2 separate regions of the Gossypium hirsutum genome follow, and region 2 is linked to region 1. Evidence: chromatin contacts called from public Hi-C data. All regions are on one chromosome and are shown on one strand. Each heading gives the region's core, a stretch centred on a gene start, on an enhancer-like site or on the middle of the called end of the contact. The rest is flanking DNA. Distances are from core to core; before and after follow the strand shown.

The links. Hi-C and Micro-C count contacts between places; a contact is called where the count stands out from the background.
Region 2: a Hi-C map of leaf shows a contact between it and region 1, with 2.2 times the contacts expected there. The contact joins the enhancer-like site here to the promoter of LOC107896602 in region 1. A contact is called at or near these places in 18 of 34 Hi-C or Micro-C datasets (anther, callus, cotyledon and 5 more).

The regions. Positions count from the first base shown.
Region 1 is chrA10:101,642,052-101,647,225 of Gossypium_hirsutum_v2.1, forward strand. LOC107896602 (DNA replication complex GINS protein SLD5) reads right to left here and starts at 3,239. Exons shown (of 6, transcript XM_016821805.2): 1 at 2,909-3,239; 2 at 2,348-2,470; 3 at 2,053-2,135; 4 at 1,806-1,915; 5 at 1,188-1,290; 6 at 784-1,082. The coding sequence starts at 3,085. The coding sequence ends at 986.
Region 2 is chrA10:101,767,026-101,772,199 of Gossypium_hirsutum_v2.1, forward strand. It overlaps the pseudogene LOC121208058. Among protein-coding and RNA genes, the nearest start is that of LOC121208701, 13 kb to the left of the region's middle. Within about 2 kb of position 2,431, at least 1 of the 9 cell types and tissues checked has an H3K27ac peak or open chromatin away from gene starts, as enhancers often do. A contact at or near this core is called in leaf, where this site is marked.

The sequences.
Region 1 (5,174 bases), core at 1,989-4,488:
AATTTTAGAGGAAAAATAAATGGGCAGTAAAAATTTAGGAAGAAATAGGTTTAGGGTAGACAGGGGTGAGATGGAAATAGAGTAAAAATTTTAGAGAGTATAAATATTTGGAGTAAAAATATAAAATATTATAATTTAGTATTTAATTTATTTGAATAATTTGAGTTATTCAAATTCAAAAACTAAACTTGATTTGTTTAACTCAAAATTCGAAATTTTTTTTAATTTTTTCGAGTCGAATTGAATTTTGCTCACCCTTACATAACATTTATAAAAACTAAATTATGCTAAAATTAAAGTATATAAATTAAATCTCAAATTTAAACCTATTAAAAACAACAAAAACTGAAATTTAATATTTTAATAAAATAAAAATAAAATAATATATATATATGGGTGCGCAAGGTGTAAGGATTAGTTATATAAATTTCAAGGTTGTATTTGAAAGTTAAAATATGCTTTTATACATTTAGTAGATTTAGAATTTAAGTTTTCTATTTTTACTTTTTAAGAATATAGTCCTACTTGAGTTATTATCACTGTTAAAAAAAACAACTTAATAGTCTTGTAACAAAAAAATAAACATACTAACATCTTTCACCCTCTATAAATCCAGTTTGGTAATGAATTTAATAATAAACAGTCTTATCTTGTTTGACGAATGATCGGCAAGTACGTCTTTCACCCTCTATAAATCCAGTGGCATGTCATGACCCTCAAGTGAGAGAACCCCCGTCACTTAAACTTTTATCAGACCAAAAAATAAACATAACAACATCTAAATGCATAGACATGGAAGCTTAAATTTCAAAGAATCCTCATCACCATGTTTGTTCCAAATTTCAACAGCGTGCCTAACTACCAACTACCAAGTACCCAGAAATCTTAGATGTAGAACAAATTCGTATTTACAAATTGTAAAAGTCAGAATCAGTTTTTTATACCGTCTTTATATTGCTGCTATTGCTACAAATTAGGTAGGCTCTTAAACTAAACTGATATTTCCACTCATCAGTTCCTCTTGAAATGGCCTGTAACGCAAAATGCATAGATCTCCAGGCACCATTTGAAAGTGGTCATTCCTGCTAGATGAATGGTAATAGTTTTGTTAGCAAGTAAACTGGAAAGGAATGGCATTTACTAATTCTAAGAGCAGAAGCTATAAACAAGTGAGAATAGCGAATTGCCTGCTATCAAAGCTTGCAGATTGCCTGCTGCCATCAAGGTACAAAGGCCTTGTTGCTCTCTCGCATTTGGCAACAATAAATGTGTCTAGTTGTGGCTCTGGAACTGAAAATCATAGACATAAATCAATAATCAATTGGCAAATTGTAAACAAAATTGCAGTCAATGAGTGGACTTTGTTTTCAAATCAACCACAAGTTCCAAGTACTTGAACAGAAATCACTCAAGAAAAACAAACTAAAGCCTGTTAAGGTGTAAACCTAAAAAAGAACTAGTTACAAATTGCAATGTAATGACAGTAAACAAAATACATGCACATGAATTACTTTCTAGTTATGTCACTCAAACTCAAGTGTTTGTTTGACATGACTATATTTTTTTTTTCTTCTGATTTTTTCTATATATTTCAAAGATCATTTCCCCATCTGTACTGGACATGATACTTCAAGAAAATTTAAGGGTTGGAATAACATGGTTTACTGGCATAACCAAGGATTTCCTGTTCTTGTCATTCCAAGCACCACAAGCCATTAACTTCAAAGTACAGATGAAACCTGAACAGGAAAAGTGATGCCTTATCAAGAAAGTGTAAATGTTGGAGAAAAGATCATTTCAATTACCCATATCATCTTCTTCACTTATAATCGACTGCTTTAATACAGACTGATAATTATCAGGCAATTTTGACAGAACAGTTTCTTCAAGATGTTTCCCAATATCACGAATACACCTGAAACCATGAAATCAAATTTTAAAGATAACTTTTCGGATATATTAAGATGCTCATCTATACCCAGAATATGGAGTTTTAAACCAAGTTTGCCAAATAAACTTAATAAATATAATTCAACTCTCAGAGCCTTTTACCTTTCGGTAAACTTTTCCTCTTCTATTGAAAGCCGGTTCCTATAAGTATCCATTTTCCAGATATGAAACATGAATTTCTCAATCTGCACCAACATCATGACCCAGAAATTCAATGAGAAAATATAAGAGATTTCAGGCAGCAATTCATACAGAAATCAGTAAATGGCAGAACCAGAATGGTTCAATTGATCTCAAACTCCGTTCGAAGAATAGTATCATTTTTCAGCTTTCCCAGGAACAACACAAGCTGAAGATAAAACCAAAAGAAAACAGACAGGGAGAATTAGAAGTCCACCTTCTGCAGCCGAACCCGAAGATAAGATCTCAGCAAAAATTGAGCCCTATCCAGGTCCATCTGATACAGTGATGCAATGAGAGGATCATGACCACTTTCTGCAAAGTCGTCTACTGTTTCCTCCTGCAAATTTTTGCACCAATTCAGTCTCAAAGAAAAGGAATAATTTTTCGACAGGACTTCGATTTTTTTTTCATCGAGTTCAAAATCCGGAGAAATTTTGGGCACTAAAGCTGAAATTGCAACTATAGAGTTAAATTCTACCTATTGAGAAAATTGTAAACCTTAATTAATATGTTACAATAGGTTAACTTTCAATTTAATCTCAAAATCAGTTCCTACAAGTATTCAATTAAGATTAACTTCTCTCTTAAATATTAAAAAAAAATCCAGATCGAAAACGTTTCGACATTCCAGTAAATAACGTAAATAGAAGCAAACAAAAAAAAAATAGAAACGTATAATTGAGAATAATTATAGGTTAATCTTTATTTGTCAATGCAGAATTTCCCCAAAAACAAACAGAGAGAGAGGGTTATGTATGAGATTGAGAAATAGTACCATCAACTGGATCTGCTCTTTAGCTCTTTTAACCAGAGCTTCCTCGAAAGGAAGGATCTCAGGAGACGCTTTCTCATTACGCCATGCTCTCTTCAAGAGCTCCACATCGGTCGTCGAAATTAACGTCTCGTAATCATCGATCTGTTCCGCCGACCAGTCTCCGGCACCCGACGCCATTCTATCTCTCTTTTTCTAGGGTTCTGAATCGAATCTAAAATGACTACTTAACCAGAGAAATTTTCAATTTAGACGAAAAAATGCGACCGGAGTTGCCGCCAAAAGCAAAAGAAAAGGATCGAGTGTTTCCAAGACCAGCACATGACGCTTTTGTTCGTGAGTCTAACACCATTGGATTGCCTGGTTAAAAACGGACGGCTTTGATGGCGTCTTATCCACTCAAACGAATAGCCAAAGGGGAATCTCTCTCTTGATAAAGGCTATATCTATTAGATATATAATTATTAATTATTAATACCAATACGGGTATGGATAAACACAGGGATTGTAAAAAAGAAGGAATTGTTGCAAGTATGCTATGCCAAAACTTAAACCTTTCATCCACACGGGTTATTCAACAGGCACTGCCTTTTAGCAACAAAGCCTTAATTCAAGAGACATATGCTATCCATATCAATATAAGTATTGTTGATCAGAATTTCAATATTTCTGATGTGCAGGATCCATTATATGGCAAGCACAGAGCATACTTTATTGTAAACTCTTTATAAACTCATCTGAAACTTTCTAAGAAGAAGATGATTCAGAGAAAAGGAAAAACTTTAGAAAGCCATAAGTAGAAAAACACACTGGATTTTTATAAAACTTCTTTGTGGTTTTTACAATGAGAATACATCCTCCTTTTATAGCTGAAGGAGATGTAATACAACAAAATAATAAACAGTACTTTGGATAAGGATCAGTCATTAAAGCATAAAGTAAACAGTACATAAAGTAAAAACAGGACTGATATCAGACATTATTTGACATAAAGCAAAATACTTTAATTATTTAAAGCAAGATTCCGGACAAGTGGTTTTCAGCTGTTTACATTTGAATGGGGAAGCTGAGCACTATCCATGGAATCTTCACTGCAGCAGGTCATTTCTTCATCTTTTCCTTTTTCTTTTTCATCGTGTAATTCTATCTTAGCAAGACTGATTTGGCTGTATTGCCACGGGTAATCTTGAGACCATTCTGTGGGGTCAAGAATTCCTTCATGATATTCACGGAGAGTCTTTAGGACTGCTTCATGATAAGGTGTGTATGTCCTTGGCCAGGTGTCCCATGGTGCATCAATATCTGGAGGTGGCCATATCTCAAATGGAATAATCCTGTTGAGCTGGCAAAGAAACTTTTGTAATTCCCGATATTGAACATCATCTTTGAAGACTTCATTTTCAAGAGATTTATGGATCCATGAAGTAGGAAAGGAATTGAGCTGGGTTGCTTTTCCACATTTGACAAAGTATTGAGGCTTATGGAAGATTATAATCATATAACTTCCATAATTACCTTTTTTCTGATTGCAATGCTGCTCAATGATCTGGAGCCATTGTGGGAAAGGATGGAACCAACTAAGGAAAGTAAAGAAATTTTGGTGTTCTGGTTCAATGTTTCCTCTGATGGCTTTTTTCAAGTAGTAGAGAAGATCAGGGGTGTCGAACTGTATGGCAATATGGTAAAGATAAGTGAAATACCATAAGAACCATTTTAATTCATTTGGTTGTTCAACAAATTTAAACCTTATTGGGTGTATAAAAGGATAATCTGGATGAATTCCCCAAGGTTTAAGAATAAGTCCCCCAAAATTTTTGAAAACTTGAATCTAGTACTCAAACATCATGTCTCTAGCTTTCTGATGAAAACAATTTTTTTCTACAAGAGAAAAAACTTCTGAAGGGTATTCAGGGTGAAGATTGGGAGTGACAGTGTATGGGGTAGGAGAGGTTGATGATGAGGAATAGGGTCTGTACATCATGATTGATCTAGGCCAAAAAACTCTTTTATAGGCAAAGACTTCTGGATTTTCTTTCGGTCTGGAAAGTAGATCAGCGAGAACATTTTGTTTTCCTGGTATATGTCTAACATCAAAACTGAATTTAGAAAACCATTCTACCCATCTTAAGAGTTGTGGGTGAGGGACAGTTTTCTATTTGAATTTGAGCATTTTTGGGAATGAAGACATATCCATTTCTACTAGAAAATGATAACCCAGAAGATGGAATTTGAATTTTGCCATACCTTTTTTAACTGCAAGAATCTCCTT
Region 2 (5,174 bases), core at 1,181-3,680, 120 kb after region 1:
GCAAGTCATGCAATTGCCTGCAAACTTACCTGTGGTCATGTAAGAAAGCCCTTTCCTTTATCACATGTCATATGAAGGGTTTAAACATGTCTTTAATGTGACCATTAGATTTTGGCTGCATAATTTTTCTACTAACCCATCTTACTGGTTTTAGTCTTTGGATTATGGTCTGCTCAATTATCAATGTTCCTTTATCAACCAACTAGTCTAGTTGAAGTCCTATAGGTGTTATTTGGAGATGTACGTGTAAGAAGTGACTGTATTTTTAATGTGGCAAGCACTTGTTGATGCCCCGGATATGGTAAGAGGCCAAATGAACTTCAAGAGGCTTACATTGACAGATATCACAATTGACATTCCACGTGTTCCCAAGAACAAATGGGTTGATCGAAGCTATGGAGAAGGCTGGTAAGGACAACGATAACATTCACCAGCATTTGTAATGTTGTTTCTTGAAGATATGTTTTCTTTCTTATCACTCTTATGTTAACTTGCAGATGTTAAGAACAAATGGGAAAGTAGCTCGTGGGGTAGAAAGTTGATTGTCCAGAAGAGAAGAGCATCTCTCAACGACTTTGATAGGTTCAAGCTTATGTTGGCTAAGATCAAGGTCAGTTTCCGATACACCCCCTATTGTGTCTACCCGTTTTATACCAAAGTTCTTTTCTTGAAAGCACTTCCTCAAAACATCAATCGAAGCTTGACGAGCTGTAATACGGTTTTGCAGAGGTCTGGAGTCATCAAGCAAGAACTTGCTAAGCTGAAAAAGGAGAATGCATCTTGAATTTGATATTGAATCATGGATTTTTGTTAGTTTTTGTCATCAAACATTCTGCAGGTTGTTCTTTTTTGTAATTTTTTCTTTTATTTACAAATGATTAAAAAGATTAAAGATCAGTTGAGAGATCTTTGTTTGTTATATTACATATTTTATAGTGAGTTTAATAGCAGGATATTGCTTTGCTTGCTGCAATTTTTCTTATCAAAATTCTGGTATTTATTTATATTCCCTTTATAGCATAATGAAAAATAAGACACTTAAGCTGTTTAAGTTTATAAGCTTCAAAATAAAAAGTTTTGATGTATTGTTTAGACAAACTCGAGCTGCTCAAGCTAGATATCGAGTTAATTATCTTACCTTAATTTATGTGTGTATATACTAAGTTTTGCTGAATAAATATTAACCATTCATTCAGATAATTTTCCTATACATATGTATTTGTGTATATAAAATCATGCATTTATAAAGTAATAAAACACTGTCCAATACAACCAAGCATTTGGTTTAAATGATTGATACATGATCAAAAACAAAAAGAATAAGAAACAAAGAATGAGTAACAAACAGTTACATGTTAATTTTAATATTAATTATTTCAAATTATCTTTTATAGTATCATATATTATGATTTGAGTAAATTCATATAAAAATATTAATTATTAAGAATTTTATTAAATTATGATTTGAGTAAATTCATATAAGAATATTGATTATTAAGAATTTTATTAAATTATATATTTTAATTATAATATATTTAATAATAATTATGTTAATTTATATTTTATAGTATCATATATTATGATTTGAGTAAATTCATATAAGAATATTGATTATTAAGAATTTTATTAAATTACATATTTTAATTATAATATATTTAATAATAATTATGTTTAAATATGATTAAATTATTTATTATTGATATTAATAATCTTATTAAAACAATAATCATTTACCAAAATAAATTTATGCTAAGGGTATTCTAGTCATTTTAGTTTTTTCCATTATGCTATTACACCTCTATTCCATTCAACCAAACACAAGATTACTATTACGCCTCTATTCCATTACATTCAACCAAACAGTTGATTTGCTATTACACCTCTATTCCAATACACCTCTAATCCAATACACCTCTAATCCAATACAGCGAACCAAACGCACTCTTAGCTCCACCTCTAATCAAAAAGGCCATAAAGCAATCATAAATGCTATTATGAATTTAAATTCAATAAATATAATTTATTGTTTGTAAAATATTATATGATTTGATTTAAAATGTGATGTTAATAAACTTGTTTGAATTTATTAGTAATTTCTTCTAATGCTTTATGTAACAAATTGAACAAAAATAAAAGTTATTTTAACTAAACAAATAAATTACAAAAACTTGATCTAACTAAACAAATAAAAAAAATTAAAAATGTGTACAATAATGCGTTGCAGAGGGGTAAAGAGGTGAGTTGTGTGATTATGGATGATGGATCAGATTTTGAGTTTCATCTTGATATTCATTTTCAAGCAACAAGTTTGGATCTGGCTTGTACAATGGTAAAATAAAAACAAATTAAACTCACCACTTGAGGGGCTCCTTAGTGAATAATGATGTAATAGATGGGGGGATAAGGTGTATAAGGCTCATCGGGCAAGACGAAGCTGTCAATATCTTTATAATATTGGGCAATATGAATGAAATATCCCCATTGGCCCATCAACATTAAAACTTGAACTCAAAGAATACCAATTCTCACCCAAAGAAGGAGAAACAAAAATCATTGGAATTCCAAGAAAAATATCTCCCTACAAAACAATCAAAACCCAGTTTGTGTTTTCGTTTATGTAAGTTAGTAGTAGCAGCAAATTGAAGACAATGATTGAAGAAGAGAAAAGAAAAGAAGGGAAATGGGAAAGATTGTAACAAAGAGTCATGAGTTGAGAGAAAACAGTTCTTGTGGTGTTGCCGGTGAAGGAGCCAAACACTCTAGAGGAGGTGAGAAAGGTGACAAAATATGTAAAATGTCATTTGGGAAATTGTATTTTAGAAGTTGGATGTGGAAAATAGTTGTAAACTATTTAGAAATGCAACATGAATGATAATTTTTCAAATAAATGGATTTTAGATGTTTATTTAGTAATGAACTATTTTTGGATTTGACAAATCTATGTTCTTTTACCTTTCAAATATAATTAATTTATTTATAATATATGCATTTTATTCTTGCCATTTAGAAATTCATTTTACTGAAAAAGCTACTCAAGCCTTTCTTTTTCCTTTTAAATTAAATAAAAAGGAAAATTTTGTTTTAAAAAATGAAAACATGATAAGAAAGTTAGTTTCTGTTTTCTATAAATAAAATAAAATAAAATATTATAATTATTGATATTTAAATTTTTTTTTAAAAAAAGAATATTTTTTTATTTTTTAAATGAAATTTTGTGTTATCAAATTTTCAGTTTTGCAAAGCATTTTTAGTAAGAAACAATGAAAACAATTTTTTAGTATTTTTTTCATTTTCACATATTTTTATTTTTAAAAATTTTCAACTGAACTAATTTCTTTCAATATTTTTTATTTTCCAATAAAATGAAAATAATCTTTATTACATGAAATCAAATGGAGCCTTAATTTTTTTTCGATTATTATTTTATATTGATGTAATATATTTTTACTCAACTAAATACCAACAAACTAAAAATTTATTTATTTATTTCTTTTTTTATAAATAAGAGTATGGTAGCAAAAACACCCTAAATATGGATTAACAAGATGGAGAAACCTTCAATTCTTTTAATAATTTTGATAAATCAATAATCATAAAGCATCAAGCATAACCTAGTGTCACGAACTGTGGATCAAGACCCGTGACAAATGCACACGGAACGTCCCATGGAGGTCAATTGATCAAATAGAGCTCATTTAGTCCACTTGAATTGGCTTGATTCGTGGAATATATGGAGAAGACCATCTACTTGAAGCATTGGTGGTCCAATGAAACACTTCAATTAAACTAGAGTTACCAAAGTAATTATTATAAATCCTAAGGGATAAGGTGCATAGAGTTTAAATTCCTTAGGACTTTCATCTTGTAGATGGGCACTAATCTCAGTCGTTGATGTAATGTGATCCGTACCATTGGATCTGAGGAAACTCAACTATAAATAGAGGTTTTCCTCCTTATTTATAATCATCCCATTGATAGTTAAAGAATATATTTGAAAGCATTTAAAAAAAACCTTGTGTGCATTGCTTTCTTGTAGCTTTTCAGTTCTTCTGTTGTTCATTTGCTTTTCGTTGCTTCCGCTATCTTTCAATGACTTAGAGAATTTTTGTAAGAATTCTCATCTTTCGAGAGTTAGACTGACTTAGGTGGATTTGAAGCAAAGAAATTACCTAAGATCGCGTCGTTTGCCAGACTTAAGTTCTAGCCCCGTGATAGTTGGTATTAGAGCTAGTGTTTAAAGGCGTTGTTCGAGATGTAGAAAGGAGTAGACAAGCAGGTTAAGTCTATGGAGATCTGTGGGAGGGGCAAGAAAGCGAACAACTTGAGAGATATGTTGTTAGCATTACAAGACAAAATTTTCAAACTTGAGGGATCCATGGGTGATGTGAAGGAGACCCTTGAGAAAGTTGATGGGCGTACCACAAAGCTAGAATCAAGGCAAGACCAACTCAAGGAACAAGTGGTAGATGCCTTCAATGCTAATGTGGATTCGACGCAAAGGGTTTTCAATGCCGCTGTGGGTGAGCTGATTAAGAAGAATGATGATTTCAAGGCAATGGTATCGGTTTTGAAGGAACAAATTAAGGAGCTCAAGGTAGATGTGGACAACTTCTTATTGGGAATGGAGCAATAGTTTAATGCCAAAGGCATTATTGATGATACAACTAAGGTAAATACTATTGCCATGTATTTTACTAACGTCACTTTGTTATGATGGCGTCGTAGGTCTACAAATGAGAGATGATGAGGTATTGCCATTAGGACTTGGGAGGAGTTCTAGAGTGAATTCAAGGGGTAGTTTTAACCAGATTATGCCGAGGTTGAGGTTCAGGCTAAGTTCGTCGGCTTATTCAACAAAGACTAGTTAGGGAATATGTGCAGTATTTTAGTGAACTCATGCTCCAAATTTCTGATATGGGTGAGAAAGAGGCCTTGTTCTCTTCTATGGATATGCTAAAGCCTTGGGCAAAGATAAAGTTGCAAGGCCGAGGGGTTAAAGAACTTACCAAAGCCAAAATCGTAGCAAAATCCTTAATCGAGCTTATTCCGAGGAAAGACAAGTTCGAGTCTTCCAAGTCCAAAGATAAGGGCAATGGTGGGGGAGATGAAGAATAACAAGTTGAGAATAACAATGACAATAATGGTAATAGAAAACTACATAATGGGAAGTAGAA